Linked DNA regions of Mus musculus: region 2 is linked to region 1. Evidence: chromatin contacts called from public HiChIP or PLAC-seq data. All regions are on one chromosome and are shown on one strand. Each heading gives the region's core, a stretch centred on a gene start, on an enhancer-like site or on the middle of the called end of the contact. The rest is flanking DNA. Distances are from core to core; before and after follow the strand shown. Region 1 overlaps Nme7 (NME/NM23 family member 7). Region 2 has its middle 23 kb from the start of 4930568G15Rik.

Region 1 (2,700 bases), core at 187-2,686:
CAGCAGAGAAGCAAAGCCACTTTAAACATCACGGGCTGAGCAGTCTTTAAGATGTGCTCACTTGCTGCCTCTCGCTGGCCTCCACCATGGTATAAACTGGGAGAGAGCATATAACTTTCCCCCTGAAGCTGACACTGCAAGTATTAATGTGAACAGGCATGGTGCACATGCTTATACTCTCCATGGCTGGGGAGGAGGAGAAGGAAGCATCAGAGCTCAGGGCCAGCCTCCACTACACAGTGAACTCAACACAGCCCGAGCTCCATGAAACCCTGTTTCTAAAAACTAGGGCTTGGTGGGTTAATTACTGAGATAGCCTGGCGATTTTCTAAACTTGCTCCTTCCTAAACCTCTTTCTTAATTATTGTTTTATTTCTTCGACCATATGCCAAGTACTATTTAGATACCAAGCATTCCTAGCCCATAGGATGCACTGGTGCTAGAGAGAGTGGCAGAAATGCACTATCTGGCAGTGTCTTCGCTTCACTGATATGACAGATAACCAACAGGTAAAATAAGTACCGTGGAATGGGAGTGGTACGGGAGAGGAAAAGACACCTGTCTAAAGATGGACAGGAAATGTGCTCTTTAAGAGTCTTTCTCCTATCAGTTCAAAAGCAACAATTGTGTTTTTAAATCACAGTTTCTAAATCCTGTGGGCAGAGAGAAGTCAGGAGTAGCAGGAAAAAATAGACTGGTTGGGAAAGCACCCACAGGGCAGGCACAGTTAGCTCTCTTAGCAGTAGCTATGCACCATCCTCACATCATCCAAGCAGATACATACATAGTCCATTCCACCATTTGTGCTTAGCAGGATTAGTGTTTGAATGTGCCAACTCAGAGAGACCTAGCTCAGCTCCTACCTCCATGGACAGTCTAAGTGACATTTGGTTGAGTTTTCTCTGTAATAGGCATCAGCATCTGAACACTGTGCAAGGGTCACTCTCTGGTCACTCACCTTCATTTCCTTCACTTCTGTTTCACCGTGTATATAGTGGGGAAGGAAAGAAAGTTTTATCTTTTCTTTCTCTGGTATTTTCAGGACATCTGGTATTAAACAAATACTCAATATATATTTTAGAAAGAATGAATGTTAGTTTAAGCAGCTCTTTGTATCTCTTCAAGAAATATTAATTGATAATGCTGTTTTCTTTAAGATCTTTCGAGGCTGAGAAGTAGCTCTGGGATAGAACCCTTGCCTAGCATGAGAGAGGCCCCAAGCTCACCTCTTTTTCTCTCTCCTGGTAAAAATACTATTGTATCCTTTGCCCTAAAAGACTTTAGACTAACCATATTCCAGTCAGATGCGTCCCTCTGACAGTCAGAAGGTGGAACTTAAGCTTGCCTGGAGCAGTGCACCCTGGGACAGAGGCGCAGCACCAGCTGGGGCTGCTAGCGTTTTGGAATCCCAGGAGGCTGGTGCACATATGCCAGCTTTATCTCCCTAACATGACATGCTGTTTGCAGTTTCAAATGTCAGCTCCCAGGGGCACTGCTTAGGACAATAGACTGTGCATTGAGATGGAAGGAAAATATGTTTAAATCTTTCTGAGACCCTGGGAAATGACCAATGTTAGATACAAAAGACCCTGTCACTTTACAAGTCTACCCAAAGGTAAAAAAAAACAAAACAAAAAAAACTAGTCACACCAGCACCAGGCCTACGTTCTGACTCAGTTACGATCAGTGTAAATAATCCTGAGCTATGCTGTCTCAGGAAGTGTCAGTGAGACAGTCCTAACCCTTGAAAGGCCAAAGAGAAGGATGTTAAGAACCCTCCAATGCAGCCAGAAGATGTATGTGACCCTTTTAATCTTGAGTGTTGGTTTTTGTTCGTTAATACCAGCTAGTAAACAAAAATCATTATTTCCATGTAGTTAATTATAAGCATAATTTTTGGAAGCACTTAATTCAAATATAATGAAAATATTCACTTACATGTGATTTAGGAACTGGTTATTCATATTATGAAAGAAGTTTGTAGTTTTCATAAAAGTACTTAAAAAGATATCTTACATTTTTAAATAAAACTCATTTCACATTAAAAAATGGACAGTAAATGTAAATGACTGACTGAGTTGTTATATACTGTTTTTCCCTGATTTACCCCACTGACCAGTGGAAATGGACTTATCTTTTAGATAAATGTTGGATCAGATGAGGTTGTGTTTAAAGAATTCCTACTTCAGATTTTTCTAGACTGAGACTTAAAAGCAAGAGCCTTTGCACCCGAGTTATCTCATGTTCTTCCAACTTTTGCTTCTGTTCAGGGCAGTGTGGTTCTAAGGACAAAGAGTTTTCCCAATAAACCCTAGAACCCACAAATAAGGTCTCACTTCAAAGTCGAGAGTTATGCATCCGCCGTCTCCCTTAGCTGCAAGTTTGCTTTCAGCAGTTTGTTTTTCATAGTCCGCCATAGCCCAAAACAGTACATGGAAAATTCTAGAAATATTTAGTACATTTATATTATTCTTATTAATAATGTTTTACTGTGTTCGCTTGGTAAAATCAACTTTATACAAAGTTTGTCTGTATGAGAAACATAATATCCAAGCTTCGTGCATCTGCTGGAGTCCTGAACATATCTTTTGGAGATGGAGGATCAGTAGATGCTTACGTGCATCCTATGAAACCTTTTGTCCTATCAAGTAGGCAGTAAGAGTTCAGCAAGCAATGAGTGTCCAGGAGCAAGAAAGACGT
Region 2 (2,700 bases), core at 172-2,671, 720 kb after region 1:
AACTCAGAGAAAGGCTGGCATAGTGACACACACCTTTAATCCTGGCTCTCAAGAGGCAGAGGCAAGTGGATCTCCGCGAGTTCAATGACAGCCTAGTCTACACAATGAGTTCCAGGCCAGCCAGAGCTGCAAAGTGAGACCTTGTCTCGAAAAACCGAAAACAAAAGAGTTCAAAGCGGTTAGTAAACAAGCATGCCTATAGTCTGACGCTAGAAGGAAACCGGACCCAAACTTTGCCCAGGCACTCAGACTCCACAGCCCAGCATCGCACACCAAATCACCCTGATGCAAACACTGCCTGGAAACAAGGAACACCGCTATTCACTCGGTAACTGGAGCTGTGAAGAAATGCAGCTGAGACTGGAAAGGAGGCAATCAAGCGGCAGGCTGGTGTTTTTGTAGGAAGTGCAGAGGGGCCTGCGAGAATGGAGCTCCTCTGAGCTGGCAGGGAAGACTGGAGAACAGTGAGATCAAAGACTCCAGCCCAAGATGCCACTTAAAGCTCAGGGCTCGGGCTTCGCTGTCTCCTGAAATCTCTGCTCACATCCCTTACTCTCTCTACTCTGTAAGGCGAGCCATGAGCCACGGTGTATTATCACCTCCTGCCTGCTTTCCAGTCTCCTGTGAGTCCCAGAAGCCTGCTCCGAGCACAGCCCTCATTCTCCATGTCTTCCCTGGGAGTGGGGGGCGCCCAGGGGTCTGCCAGGCCCACACAGGCAATGTCTTTGCACTGAGTCTGGACGCTAGAAAAACGAGTCCTCCCTTTTGTTCTCCTGTATCTCCTTATCCTCACAGCTTTTCCTGTGAAAGGTTCTAATCTATATTTAGACAGTTGGTTTTTTCCCCCCAGAACCATGACATTTAACTTCATCCTCCTTGTTTCTAGATGATTTTCAAATTTCTGTCCAGCCATCAGTGACTGGATTCCCTCTGAGATTTGTCTCAGCTGCTGGATTATTACACCCCCAAAGTCCCCACACTCCCGGCCAAGGCATAGATTAGAAACTGAGCGTGGGAAAGCCAAGCCTAAGGACCGAATGAGTAGTCTGTCTCAGCTAGACCATCCCTTAAGCTAAAAGGAAAACCTGGTTACATCTGACTACAGTAGCATCCAGCTGCTATATGTCCCTCATTCTGGTAGGGACGTGGCAGTGACACACATTCCCAAATCCCAAGCGCAGACGGTTCCAATATGCTCTTCCATGGCTTCCTTGAGCTCACAAATCAATTACATTGTTTTAAAGGGTAGAAAATGGTGTTGGTTTCTTATATTCCCCTGGGCAGTGATCCTGCTATTTAAAAATACTCTTAATCTCTCCCAGAAGAGGGCGCTTGAACGTTATCTTTGCCAAAAGCCCACTTATCTTCTGCTTGCTTTGTGGAACCTCCGTCATCCAGTTAAACTCTAAAGGCATATCTACACATTTCCCCAGCAGGGCATACCACGCCTTCTCACCGGGTTTGAGGGAAGCCAGATGCTGTGGGCTCCGCTCTCCAGACGCCGCGGGTTCCACTCTCCGTTCTGGCGCAAAGGGGGTGTGTGTTAGATCCTTTTTAGTTTGGCTGGAGAATACTTAAATAATAGGAGAGTGATATCAGAAGAGAGGTAGGGGAAGTTAGTTCTCTAATCTTGAGTCTGCTTCGCTATGCAGGATGAATATCTGAATCCAAACGAGATTCCCGAAGCCTTTGTCCGTTATACCTGCGATTTCAGAGGTCTGTCCTCACGTGTGCCCATCTCTCTAGCGCATTCCCTTAGGTCTGGAGTCCAGTGTCCTTTCCTTTCCTCTCAAAGCACTTATAGCAGGAGCACACACTGCGTTCTGTGTGGGTCACGGTGCAGCTTCAAGGCAAAGTCCCTACAGCTGCCACCAGCTCACCAGCCCCCTCCCCTGATCTGTCTTCAAGAAACTTGGGAGAGGCCAGTGACTCAGTCAGCCACCAATTGGACCACCTATGACCTCTATTTCCTTTTCTCTGGCTATAAATACAACTTCCCCTGTGATTGAAGTGGAGGCCAAAAGATGCACAAGACAGTGGGGGGGACCGGGGGGGGGGGGGAGGCTGCATAGGTTCATGTCTGGGACTCCACTAGATATGCCTGGCCTGACAGTAAGCTACTGCAGAGGGACAGGAAAGCCGTGGTTTTCACAGCCACTCCTAAGATTCTCAGAGAGCAGAATGGTGCCTTTGGAACAATGGTAAAGCAGTGGGCACTCCTGGGCAAAGGGGGAGCATTCATTTAGCACTTGTCACAGGTTAAATTGGGGTCATCATTCTGAAATGTTACTGCAAAGCAACTGCCAAGCCAATAACAAATGTTACAACTCTCCTGTTGTTTGATTTTTAATATTTTATTTATTCATTATAAATTCCATATACACATACAGTATATTTTCGTCAAACCCACATCACACTACCTCCTTCCAATTCTTCCAGGAACCCCAGACCCTTCTATTTCCAACTTCATATTGTTGTGTTATCCTCATTGTTGTTGTCATCAGCATCAGCATCACCATCATCACCACCACCACAATCATCACCATCATCAGCATCATCGTCAGCATCAAGACTGGAGAGATAGCTCAGCAGTTAAGAACACTGGCTGCTCTTGCAGAAGTCTCAAGTTCAGTTCCCAGCACCTACAAGCCTCCTGTTACTCCAGTTCCAGGGATCCAATACTCATTTCTGACCTCCACT

Evidence for each region. HiChIP or PLAC-seq counts read pairs in DNA pulled down with a chosen protein or histone mark.
Region 2: a contact with region 1 is called in an SMC1A HiChIP or PLAC-seq map of large pre-B cells, with 25 times the contacts expected there. The contact joins two enhancer-like sites. A contact is called at or near these places in 3 of 15 datasets of contacts at CTCF or cohesin (the NIH/3T3 cell line, large pre-B cells and pro-B cells), 1 of 484 Hi-C or Micro-C datasets (cortical neurons) and 6 of 115 datasets of contacts at active chromatin or transcription factors (SST interneurons, cardiomyocytes, embryonic basal ganglia and 3 more).

The regions. Positions count from the first base shown.
Region 1 is chr1:164,390,970-164,393,669 of GRCm38.p6, forward strand. All of the region lies in intron 12 of Nme7 (NME/NM23 family member 7), which reads left to right. Among named protein-coding and RNA genes, the nearest start is that of Gm39690, 26 kb to the right of the region's middle. Within about 2 kb of position 1,437, at least 23 of the 459 cell types and tissues checked have an H3K27ac peak or open chromatin away from gene starts, as enhancers often do.
Region 2 is chr1:165,113,585-165,116,284 of GRCm38.p6, forward strand. No RefSeq gene overlaps it. Among named protein-coding and RNA genes, the nearest start is that of 4930568G15Rik, 23 kb to the left of the region's middle. Within about 2 kb of position 1,422, at least 43 of the 459 cell types and tissues checked have an H3K27ac peak or open chromatin away from gene starts, as enhancers often do.